Regions from separate parts of the Oryctolagus cuniculus genome. Here region 1 is linked to region 2. A link is a contact called in public Micro-C data. All regions are on one chromosome and are shown on one strand. The core of a region is the stretch at or near the end of the contact, and the rest is flanking DNA. Distances in the headings are between cores, read along the strand shown. Region 1 overlaps IL17RD (interleukin 17 receptor D). Region 2 holds the start of IL17RD (interleukin 17 receptor D).

Region 1 (6,658 bases), core at 848-3,347, 58 kb before region 2:
CCCCTGGTTCTCTCTGCCCACTGCCCTCCCCCCGCATGGCCAGTTTCTCCCATTCCATTCCTTTACACCAGTCAATGGCCAAACAACCTCACCTTCCCTCCAATGGTGGCCCCATTCCGCATTCCCCTCCTTAGCAAAGAACTGTCTAAACTCACTGCTTTACTCGTCACTCTCTGACCCTACAACACTCACTGGGATGTCTTGAGTGACTCCCGTGCCAGCTGCATATTCCTGTGGCAGCTGCAGTATGCTACTTTCTGCCACATGGGTGCCACTCAAGGCTTTTAAGCAGGCATGGTCAAGTGTTATGACATTTAGTGCTGGTGATGGCAGGGCAGCCTGGATGAGTACCAGACTATCTCCAGGGCTGGTGCTGTGGTGCAGCAGGTAAAGCTGCCACCTGCATTGCCAGCATCCCATGTGAGTACCAGCTTGAATCCTGACTGCTCCACTTCTGATCCAGTACCCTGCTGATGTGCCTGGGAAAGCAGCAGAGGAGGGCCCACATGCTTGGCTCCTGCTCCCATATAGGAGACCTGGAAGAAGCTCCTGGCTTCAGCCTGGCCCAGTCTTGGCTATAGCAGCCATTTGGGTAGGGAATCAGTAGACAGAGTATCTCTCTGTTTCTCTGCAACTCTGCCTTTCAAATAAACAAAATAAATCTTCAAATAAAAAAAAAAAAGGGAGGGATCTCCAATTTGCAAATGGTGGCAGTCGTCAAGGTCAGGTGTCACAGTAACCAGCCTGGAGGAGAGGCGAGGGCAGCAAGCAGAGTACCAGAGTGAAAGAAGTGACTTCAGATTCCGCACCTCACAGCCACAGAAGTCCTGGAGAAAGTAGGCGAAACACTGGACAACATTCATGTGATTCTGGCCGTCTTTACTGGAGTAGCAGAGGAAGACCTTCGGCCGCGGCCAGAGCCGCTCTCTGGGGAGAGCCGTGGTATACGTCGAGGACTCTGAGCTCTCCTCATCCAAATGTGAATATATGTTTTCTAGATGAGAAAAGAAAGGGCTGATAGCTATCTGCGAGCAACACTTTGTCCTGTTCCCTAACACTAGGAATCCCGTGCTATCTTCAAGAAAGAGCAGGGGGCCGGCGTCACGGCTTACTAGGCTAATCCTCTGCCTGTGGTGTCAGCAACCCTGGGTTCTAGTCCTGGTTGGGGGGCCAGATTCTGTCCCGGTTGCTCCTCTTCCAGTCCAGCTCTCTGCTGTGGCCCGGGAAGGCAGGGAGGATGGCCCAAGTGCTTGGGCCCTGAACCTGCATGGGAGACCAGGAGGAAGCGCCTGGCTCCTGGCTTCAGATTGGCGCAGCATGCTGGCCGTAGCGGCCATTTGTGGGGTGAACCAACGGAAGGAAGACCTTTCTCTGTCTCTTTCTCTTCTCTGTCTAACTCTGCCTGTAAAAAAAAAAAAAAAAAAAAGAGCAGGGGACACATCTGCCTGGAGCAGCCCTAAGCCCCCAGTTCTGTCGCACCTTGGGTCACCATGGTGAATGGGACAGCTGGTTTCTGCAGTGAAGCCAATAGTCAAAAATTGCTCCTATCCTCCAACTGACCTTGGACAAGCTGAGAAATGCAGCACAGGACACACGGGTTGGCAGCCAGCAGTGCCAGGTGCACCTCCTGTGACTAGGCATCAGCAGGGTGCCTAAAGTTTTTATTGGGGTCTAACTTACAAAGGTGAAGTGCCCGAACCTTCAGGTCACCTTGTGGTGGGTTTTATGATAAGTAGACACCTGGGTGACCCCCACCCAGCTCCCTCGCAAGGCTCTTTTTTGACACCTGAGAGGTCCTTTAGGCCTTTCAATGTATTATGCTGAGCTGGAGAATAGAATCATGCCTGTCCCTTCAGTGGTTCCTGAGGGTAGAAAGCCAAATATTTGGATCTAGGGAAGCACAGCAGCCAGGGAACTAACCAGAGTTCTAAAGGAACCAGGAGCCCCCAGTCTCACTGTGCTGGCAAAGGCCCAGGCCTGCGCCTTCTGGGGCGGGGAGGAGGGGCGGGCAGGAGAGGGAGTGCGGCAGACACACAAAGAGATACCTTGTTGCTTCTTGCGGCACATCACAGTGAAGAGGGTTGCAAATGCCGAAATGACGACCAGGGGCACTGTAATGGCCACCGCCCTGATGGGCCCTGCCCACGGGGAGTGCACTGGGAGATTTCAGAGGGGGGAGAAAAACCATTTTTAGACTTCAGTATCAGAACACATTCAAAGATAACTACTTTTTTTGTTTGTTTCTTTTCAAGCATAAGCCACATGACAGGTTATCTGGGACCCCATTACCACCTTTCTCAGAGAGCTGATGTGGCAACTTTCAAAGGATTCAGCAGCTCATTTTTAAAGGATTGCAGGCAATGATTCACCAGTCAAGAGTCTGCTGGCACTGTAAATACCTCGGAGTGAGGAAACCTCTCCTCCCACTTTTCTTCCAAGGACAATTGACTATTTATTTGGTTTCCAGCCACACACACCATGCTGGCTTTGATCTTCCAGGCATCAACACCAGGGTGGAAGGAAAGTCAGATTTGATGGAACATCATTTAAGAGAGAGGAGCCGACTTTGTTTTTATAAATCATCAAGTACAGAAAGCAGCAGATACCTCGGTGAGCACGCAGGGGAGAGCCAACATTTCAAGCAGAACGACTCTTACCTGGCTTTAGGGCATAATGCATCACTTTTCTTGTTGTGTTAGTGTCATCTACCAGCTGCAAAACAGAGGATGCTGTGTTATTTCTTCTTCAAAGGGATAGCACCTCAACAAATTATGTCTACCAGAAAATGGGGGGAAATGACAGTTTCACTTGTTTTCCTTTAGTGGGAAGTGAGGGGTCAGTGGGACACCATGGAGGAGAACGGCTGAGCTAACAGCGAGGCTAGAGCCCATGTTCATTTACCAGGCAGAGACAGCTCATCTCCACTTCGCCAGCTCAAAACTGGAAACTCCATCAGGTTTCCTTTCATGAATCCAAAGGTTGTTTATGCACTGAAGAATGCAGCCAGCGAGTCCCACATTCTAACAATCCTCAGTTAAACTGGCACTCCTCCCACTGACTTCAATGGGCGTGCTTGCAGAAGGTGTGTCTATCCAAAGGCACACACTGCTGCCAGGGAATGCAAGAAGTAGCTGTTTCTACCAAAATGTGAAGACACATTGGATGTCTATGATATAGTGGGGCCATGGACCAACTCTGAACTTTCTTTTCTATTTTCCTTCTACTCCAAGATTTGAGGCCCCAGCCTGACACAGGAAAAGTCATCACAGAAAGGAGAAGAATCATATTTGTATGATTTTTGCCATGGTGCAAAGAACAGCAAGAGAAATCCTGGAGAAGTCTAGGAGGACATGACTCTGTTTTGCTATTCTAATACTAAAACACAACATTTTTAAAGCTAAAATTTTAAAAAGTTATCTTTGTAGTTGAAGGAATACAATATAGAAAATTTAAATAATGGATTATAGGGAGTATGTGGTTCCACAGTTACCTGAAATATTTAATGAAAAGATGAAGTATCGATTATGTCTAAACTCTTTTAAAAAGTATGGAAAACCATGAAAGCGCACAACTGTGCACATATTCATGGCTTGGACTGTTCGTGTTGAAAACAGCATTCTACATGAAGTGGATATGTTCAGTGAAATTAATAAGGCTTTCTTGAGTTCTATATATATCTGCATACCTCAATGATATAATCCCCTGGAGAAACATTCTGAAGGAGGCAGCTGGTTGTCTCTGTATTTTGTTCCTGCAAAGAAGCAAACAACAATTTCACAGTTCTCTTCTCTGAAGGTCACCAGGGCTTCTCCTCTGGAGCTGAAGCAGACCTGCCATCAGCGTCAGTCGCCCTTAGCCCACGATGTGATTAGATGGGGAGTAACTGTATTGAACTACCACATCTTATCTGAACTTCTCCAGGATAAAAGTTCCAGGGGAGCCCAGGACCCCCAGTCATATTCTATGCTTATCTGGTAGTACCCTCAGCAGGAACATTTGCTTTAAAACAAAGAAATCAGTTAGGATACCCTTTAATAAAAAAAAAAAAAAAAAAAAAAGGACAAGGGAAGACATTAAGTCTGTGTTTGCACATGCTTTATTTGCCATCACTTTAACATTCACCTTTGTTAGAAGGTCAGCGGTGGAGGTGAGAGGTGGCAGGAAAACAAGAGTACGACAGAGCTCCAACAGGAGCACACCTAGGGAGGGTCCTGGACCGCTGCCACCACAACCCAACAGCCTGAGTGTTTGCAGTCCTGTGAGCTTTCCCTTCCCCTGATAACCACCGGTGCAAGAACTTGCTTACTGAGCTCCTCTGTTTAACCTTGGCCTTGTGTATAAAACCAGGAGCCACTGAGTCGCTAGTGGCTTGGTGCTTAAGGTCTAGAAACTGTGACCTTGAGCCAGCCAGGTAACTCCCCCCACGGAGCCTCAGTTTCCCCATCTGTGAAGTGAGAACAGTGGAAGCCTGTGTTTCAGGCAAGGATTCAGGGGCTTAAAGCTCCAGGGCCTGCCATACAGTGAACACCCAATCAATGTACGAAATACAGCACAGCAAACATTTTATTCTTCTGATGCCCTGCCACATTTCCACCAGGCTTCATCACCACCAGGCAAGCTGGGATGCAGGTAACTGGGGAGTGAGAGGTCACGGCCAGAGGGCACTGAGACACATCCAGTGATGACAGCCTGAACCAGCGAAGCCTGATGTACACGTTCAGCCACCCAAAACTCAAGGGTCAGTATTTATGTTTTACATATATTTTCTAATTCTCTGAACTTTCAAACAGCTTTTACATTTTATTTCATTTTTTATTTAATTGAACAGAGAAGAAGGAAATAGAGACAGACGGACAGAAATCCCATTCCCTGATTCACTTCCCAAATGCTAGCAACGGCCATTGTAGACAGCAGAGATCTAATCCCTTGAGCCATCATCTGCTGCCTCATAGGGTACACACTGGTAGGAAGCTGGAATCTGGAGCTAGGGTATGGAACTCAGGTGTCCCAGTATGGAACGCTGGCATTTTAACTGGGATTTAAGTGCAAGGCCAAACGCTTGCCCCCAAGGAGTTACTTTAAAATACACTGGGGGCAGGAGGCAGGGTGGGAGGTGCCAAGGACGGGGAGGAGGGGCATGGTGGCATGGCTCAGCAAGTTAAGCCACTGCTTACCAAGCTGGCATCTAACAGTGGAGTGCCAGTTCGAGTCCTGTCTGCTCCACTTCTAATCCAGCTTCCTGCTAATGTGCTCGGGAAGACAGCGGCCAACTGCCCAAGCGCTTGGACTCTGCACCCATGTGGGAGACTGGTATGGAGTTCCTGGCTTCTGGCTTTGGCATAGGCCAGTCTCAGCTGTTATAGCCATGTGGAGAATGAACCAGCAGATGGAAGATCTCTCTACCTCTCTTTCTGTCTCTCCCTGTCACTCTGCCTTTCAAATAAATAAATCTTTTTAAACACACACACACACACACACACACACCACACACACACACACAAAGCATTACTTTGGGCACACCCAGCAGCTCACCTGCTTACAGGTCTTTCGTTTGAAGGGGCCTTCATGCTTTAGCTTGTAATGAAGATAGAAGAAACGGAAGCCAAAGCTGTGTGGCGCATGGTCGAAGGACACCTGCATGTCTGCACCATGCTGGGTGATATTCAGGTTCCGAGGCTTCCAGACTGGGAGGAAGAAGGAGCACAATGAGCACCCAAAGGCTGCCCAGCACCAGGCTGGTGGCAAGGGTTGGACACGTGACAGCTAAGAACAGCTCTACTCACAGGGTTTGCAGGCCAGGTTGTCCGGCTGCAGCAACAGGTCACAGGCTATTAGGAGAGAAACATATTTGTCAGCACTGAGCGAGTCCAACATTTTCCTCATCCCCCAAGTCAGTGAAATATAAACATACCAGGACCGGGTGCTGCTGGACAGGATATAAAATATATCAACTCAACCATGATTTTCCCTATGGTGAAAGTTGTATCTCAGGACTATTTACATGGCAGAACAGAACAACATGAATGCTGTTTATGCCACGTAAATGGAGACTGTTTGGGTGTCAAGTCGTCCGTATGTTTAAAGTTTGTCAGGATTTCAAGGCTGGCAGGGAAGGGCAGTGGAAGTGTGCTGGTGCCCCTAGGAGGCAGAGGCTGTCACGCTGTAAACAGATATGAGGCCAGCCCCTGCCCCGCCGCGGAGGTGTCGAGGCACAGGAGAATTCTGGAGTGGTTCTGGAACCTGTCACGGCTCTATTTTAACCTCCACCCACATCCTCATTTAAATTCCTTTTGATGGATTCTAAAAACATAGCACGCAGGATTCTCCCAGGCTGCAGTGTCCATGCTAAAAACCAGGTGCCAAAAGAGCAAGCTTTGAGGCAGGATTTTGAACACAATAAAAAGACAACGAGAGAGCTGAACAAGGAGTCCAGTGGGCCAGGCGGCTCACCCTGGCAGAGATTTCTGGGACGTGTCGTGCAACGTCAAGAAAATCGAAGGCAGCATGGAAGCCACAACGCCCTGAAGTAGCGAAAAATGGCTGCCGTTCCAGGAACACATCCCCTGTCTCTGCCTCACCCCTGAAATTATGCCACTTTTGATCTAGACAAGGCTTGCAAAAACACATTCTTTGAATCTCCTATCTGGTGGCTGTGCAC
Region 2 (6,072 bases), core at 3,410-5,909:
CCAGAATCTGATTTCGAGCCTGTCGGGCTCCTTCCTGAGCCGGGTTGCTAGACAAGCCCAGCTGTTCAGGGGAGGAAGCCAGAGCAAGGGTCAAGGCCTCCTCACTGCAGGCCCCCTCCTCAGCTCCAGGCCAGGGTGTCCCGCCTAGCTGGCTCCCCAGCACCCTCTCAGCCAGCCTGACTCCTGCAACTGCCCAGAGATCTGACAAAATCTCCACATTCCTCTCCAAGTCCAGTGAGCCAGCTTAAAACAAAACCCTGATTTCGACTGTGTAGACGAGCCTTCTCGCCCCCTTCTCTGGATGGTGGAAGCCCGGTCTCCTAAGACATCAGAAGCTGTGGGGAGCTTGCTCAAATGCCAATTCCAGGGTTCCACCCCACTTCCGCCCCAGGGCCCGCTGGCCTGGAATCTGCATTTTAACAAGCTCAAGAAGCCATTCATACTTACAAGGGAAAGGTACAAAAGTGGGGCTGGGCGAGGGGCGCAGAGGGGGCACTGCCGGTCTGCTCGCTCAGCTGTGTCCTCCAGTCAATAACCAGCACAATGCCCCAGGCGCTGCAGGGGCTCGCCAGCGGCCGGCTGGCCAGCTGGCCAGGCTGGGGAGAGAAGAGAAAGATGGACACCAGCCAGGAAGGTTCCCAATTAACGAGGCAAAACAGGCTGCGAGAAAGCACTGCAATTCTTATAAAAACGTCTCTCTGAAAAATGTGTCGACCGGGCTGAATAATTTTTAACCATGATCCTGTGAGGGCCATGACAGCATCTGCAACATGGACGATATGTCCACGAGACAGACACACCAGATGTGGGCTTGGGAGCCATGAGCTGCAAGTGAATGAAAACGCATCCAATTCCGAATCAAATAAACACGGCTGGGCGCGCAGCCAAGGAGAATTCTTGGATTGGACTTTTATCAGGAACCTAAATTTTAACCAGCTGGAACTTCTTTTTGTCCAAGTACCACCCTATTCCTTCCTACCTTTCGAGATGAAGGATGCCTTAAATGGGAAACTTGCACATCACTGTCAAGGCCATGCCAGCATCCTGGCTTCCTGAATTCCTAAGGGAGCAGCCTGGGGGTGTGGGGGGGACTAGTAAAAACTGTGCTTCGGGGACACCAGACCACAGAAGATGTACCCCATATAGAGAAGGAGGTAAGAAATGCCCCCCTCCTTCCCCCACACAGGAAATGCCACTAAATAAAAACCTGTGGGAGTGAATTCCTAAGGTCTTGTTCCATAAATAGGCTTCTCATCCAGCTGGGGGGGGGGGACCTCAGAAGCAGCTACCCACACAAGCAAATTTCCCATCACCCCGGAAACCGCTGCAAGAGCTAACAGGCAGCATGCCCCCCACCCCTGCAGGTTTTACAAATTGTTACTTCTCCAGGAGCATTATTTGCTACTCAAAGAGCAACTTCATCTGGCAAGGGCCAGCACAGGCTTTTTCTAAGTGGTGGTTGCGGAAGTGTGCCCACAACTCATTTCCAAAACACTGAGCTGTGTTCAAGATGGTATCAGCTCTTAATTGCCCTGCTAATAATGGGGAGGTTGTGAAATCTGACCACTCAAACCAGGCCAGCTCCCCGCTCCTCTGAGAGCAGCCCCAAGCGTCTGTTAGCAGAGATGCCGAGGGCTGGCTGGCTGGCTGTCGTCACCTCGCACGTCCTGGGAAAGTACACAGCCCTGCAGGGGCAAGGGGTCCTGAACTGATGCTCCCTGGAGAGCAGGGGGTCACTGGTTCAGCTTCTCTCCACAGCCAGATCCTGTCCCTCCTTCACGGCTCTCATCCGCACCCGGCTACCTTCCTCTCGGGTTCTGGATGAAACCCAGACCCACAGCCAGCCCTCTCCTGTTTGCGTCGAGTTTGTTTGTATGATGGATCCCTGTATGCTCCCAGCAGCCCTGACTACAGTGCACACAACCTCAGAGTTGAGGCCAACATCTGTGAACGGAGAACCTACTAACTGGTAGTGGACCCGGACATGCATCAATACCCACGTCGCGGTACACAGCTCCCTGACACGCACCTTCTGGGGAGGTGGGGGCAGGGAAGGTGCACAGAAAAGAAACAAAGGCAGGAAAAGCATGTGCAAAGGCCTGTTGCTCAAAGATGGACAACTGGAGTGCAGTGCTCTGCTCTCCCTCACACCTCACCAGCTCTCACTACAGCACTGCGCAGGAAGACGGCAGGGCCCAATGGGGTTCAGCTGAGATTTACAGGGCTCCAGGCTCAGGCCACCACGATGAGGCTCAGCGCCCAGCCAGACATACAACAGCCTAAAGATGGGAGTGAATAAATGCTCACAGTGCAGCCTGCTGAAAATCCAGGTGCAAGGACCTGCGTGAGAATGCGAAGCAAAGGGCATGGCATTCTGGGAGGGCTTCCCCAAAGAGGCAGCATCTGAGCTGAATCTTGGACACAGCAGATGGGCTTTTTTTTGGGGGGGGGGTATGCCTTGCACTAAGGGCATCAGGAATTAGGGAGCCAGGTGGGAGTGCTGAGGCTGGAAAGGGGGGGTGTGCAAAACAGATGGGTGAGCTGAGTCCATGAGATGCACCAGCAGGCGGTGCCAGCAGGCAAGGAGCCAAGCACCAGGCTGGGAAGAGCCTGGAACCTGGGACACAGCTGGGACGTCTCCATGGTCATCCAGGAAGGAGCTGAAGATGACCCAAAGAGAGGACTGGTGGGACCAAGGCTGGTGAGCAGGTCACCGTCAGCCATGGGCTGTGACGGGAAAAAGAGGTCAGCACGCATGGGAGTGGACTGGGACAGGGGCCACAGTTAAATTCTGAGGGGATGAGGTCTGAGGGAGGGGACACAGTCCACAGGCAGAGAGAACAAAACCACGCAGCTCCTTCACAGCACGGCCACGTCACCAGCTTTGTGCACTGGGGCGAGACAGCACCAGAGAGAAACCAGCATCCTGGACAGATCTGCCTGGGATGCTGCTGACAGGTGAAAGCCAGCATCAATTAGGGCCACAATTTTAGCAGAATCAGTCAACATGACAAAGTCCTAAGGAAGCTTGCTATCTATTGTTTGTTAATTAAAAAAAAAAAAAAGCAAAACTGTGATGTTTTACTTGCTGGAACAGAGTAATAAAATGTAATGTTTTACTCAACTGGCAAGGGGCCAGGGAGCCAAAGGGAATATTCACTCTTGGGGGACAGGGGCAGGTATGGCTGACCAGAGGGCGCTGCTGGGTCTGATGACGCCCCAGCTGCCTGGCTTCTGCTGGACTGTCTGCACTGCTTCTCTGCACCACGAGTGGAGGCCCCAGCCCAAGGTGCGTCCCGTCCTAGGTCCATCCGGGTCATGTTTGGCGCCTCTCTTTAGAGCGGGGTCAACCTTGGCCTAAACCAACTACCAAATACCCATCCCTTGGCAGCAATGACGAAGAAACTAGGAAAGCCCCATTTTCCAGATGAAGAAACTGAGGGTAGCGGCTGCCCAGGTCCGGCAGAGCCCCGGTCACGTCCCCGGCTGCTGAGCACAAAGCCCTCCTTCTCTCCACAAAGTTAGTCTTGAGTGTCCCCAGCCACGCCGACCTGGCCTTCGGTGGGAGGCACGGGGCGGGGGAGGACGGGAGGATTCCCCCCAAGTCCACACGCGCTGGCGGGGATCCCGAGAGGAGGCAGTGGGCTGGCCTCGTCAGCGCGCACAGCTCCTGGGGCCCCCAAGCGCCGGGTCCTGGAGAGACCTCTCCAAGCGCCCGGATAAGTCTGGACATATCTCCACGCTCCTCCCGGGCACCTGACGGAGGTGACAAACTCACGCCGGCCGCTCCCTAGACACGAAAAGTAATCGCAACTCGAGTTTTGAGAGCAGGGAAAGTTGGGGAGCACCCGTGAGACCTAAGAAAGGCTGGGCGGGGAAGCAAGAGTTTCTCAGCAAGTCGGGAGTCCGGAGTGGAGTGGGAGTGATGTGACGGCCGCAGCCGAGATGGAACAAAGCGATCGCGAGCGGGGGCGCATCCTTCCCCGCGCTCCGGGTCTGCTCCCCGGCCGGCCCGGGCCTCTGCACACTGGTGTTAGTAGCACCGGGGAGACCCCACTCCTCCCACGCCAAAGAGTCCCGCGTCCGGGCGCCTCAAGGATGCAGCCTGGGAAGCGCAGTCCGCGGGGCCGCGAACAAAGGGTGGGGGGCACTCCCCTGCGGGGCCCACCGCCCCCGGAATCGGACCCCGGCCGGCAGCCGCGCGTCTCCCGCAACACAAAGCCGGGGGTCGGGCGGCCCCTCTGCTCCCGGCCGGCGCCTGCGGACGCGCGACCCAGATGGGGAAGCCGGGCGGATGGGAGCGAAGAGGTCGGAGACCCCGGCCCAGCTGCAGCTCCCGGGCAGCAAGTAGGGCGCGCCCGCCCGCCAGCACCTGTGTGCACTGCGCCCCTGCCTCGCGGCGCGCCCCGCGCCAAACTCGGGTGAAACCCGCCGCGCGCGCCTTACCCTCCAGCCACAGGTGTCTGCGCCCCGAGTGCGGCCGGAGCCGCCCGCGGCCACGGCCAGCTGCGAGCCGTTGAGGCAGGCGTTGACAGTGAAGAAGACGGAGCAGAGCTGCAGCCACGGGGCCATGGCCGTGCGCTTGCCCTGCCGGGCCCTCTCTGAGCCCCGGCCGCCAGCAGCTGGCCAGCCCCGAGTGGGCGGTAGCAGCGGCGGCCGTGGTGAGGCTCGTACCGAGCATGCGCTCCGGCCCTCGCCCCGCCCCTTCCATTTGGGCCCCGCCCCTAGCTTCAGTTCTGGCGACATGGCCCCGCCCCTCAACCCAGGCCCTCGGGTCTTGACCCCGCCCCTCTGGTCACTCCCGAGTAACCGCAGAGACCCGAGGCTGCAAGTTTTCCCCTCTTAGACCAAAGAGATCTTTTTTTTTTTTTTTGCTTCTAAATCCAAACGCTTTGTCCAACGCCTGCTCCATGCTAAAACTCGAGAAAACACAGAAATATCATGATAACTTTAATAATAACTTCATAAGCACCTGCCACGTGCCGGGTACCTCCCAACCACACAGGGAAGCATCAGTATTGTCCGCGTTTTAGGTGCAGAAATTTTAGCCTAACGTGACAGAGAAATCCTGAGTTGCCATTTACTTCTGGGACTTCGACAAATGACTCGCTTTCTGCACGGTATGGTTTCTTCTCTGATGAGCTAAAATAATGAGTATGTCCTCCTCTAAGGGGGGATTCTGTTGGTTAGCACATAGCAAGCGCGCTCAGTAAGTCTCAAGTCGGTCATTAATGGACTTGGACAGGGTCACACAGCTGATACCTGCCAGACCTGAGATTCAAACCCCAAACTGACCAAAAGCAATGTTCCTAAGCACGACCCTGGTCAGACTGATCTTGGTGAAGAGGGTACCACCTCTATTTGCAAGACGCAGCTGAGGATCGGAGGGGTGGAGCAGTCAAAATTCCCACCTCCGCCTTCCCTCTCCTGCCCTAGTGTCCACCACCTCCACCCTCTCTGTCGCCTTCTCCCTCGTCCAGGCTGCCTCCCCCTGCTCCACTGAGTTTCCTGAGGGCTTTTCCCACTTCCACGCTTATGCTTATAGACAATACTCATTTCTCTTCCCAGGATCCATAATGATCCACCAAAGAGGCAAATCAGACCACTGACTTCTGGGTAAAACTCTCTGTGACAGCTTCTAATCAAAAGGCCACAGATAAGACCTTGCTCAGGGAGCTGGCATCGGGGTGTAGCGGGTAAAGCATCCCATTTAGGTGCCAGTTTGATCTTGGCTGCTCCATTTCTAATCCAGCTCCCTGCTAATGGCCTGGAAAATCAGCGGAGGATGGCCCAAGTGTTTGAGATCCACCACCCATGTGGATCTGGACAAAGTGTCTGGCTCCTGGCTCCTGGCTTCAGCCTGGCCCAGGCCTGGCCATTGCAGTCATCTGGGAGTGAACCAGTGGCAGAAAGAGCTCTCCCCCCCCCCCCCTTTCTGTAGCTCTTTCAAATAAATAATCTTAGGAAAAAAATCACTGCTCAGGACATCCACATCCCATATCAGAGTGCCTGGGTTCAAGTCCTGGCTCTGCTTCCAATTCCAGCTTCCTGCTAACGTACACTCTAGGGAGC

Evidence for each region. A called contact is a pair of places that touch in the nucleus more often than the background predicts.
Region 1: a contact with region 2 is called in a Micro-C map of ear pinna, with 2.8 times the contacts expected there. The contact joins the enhancer-like site here to the promoter of IL17RD in region 2. A contact is called at or near these places in 2 of 6 Hi-C or Micro-C datasets (ear pinna and an unstated tissue).

Annotation. Positions count from the first base shown.
Region 1 is chr10:92,799,245-92,805,902 of mOryCun1.1, reverse strand. IL17RD (interleukin 17 receptor D) reads right to left here. Exons shown (of 13, transcript XM_017343892.3): 6 at 5,784-5,828; 7 at 5,533-5,684; 8 at 3,686-3,751; 9 at 2,658-2,712; 10 at 2,046-2,156; 11 at 810-994. Among named protein-coding and RNA genes, the nearest start is that of ARHGEF3, 14 kb to the left of the region's middle. Within about 2 kb of position 2,097, at least 1 of the 8 cell types and tissues checked has an H3K27ac peak or open chromatin away from gene starts, as enhancers often do. A contact at or near this core is called in ear pinna, where this site is marked.
Region 2 is chr10:92,744,840-92,750,911 of mOryCun1.1, reverse strand. IL17RD (interleukin 17 receptor D) reads right to left here and starts at 4,659. Exons shown (of 13, transcript XM_017343892.3): 1 at 4,447-4,659. The coding sequence starts at 4,572.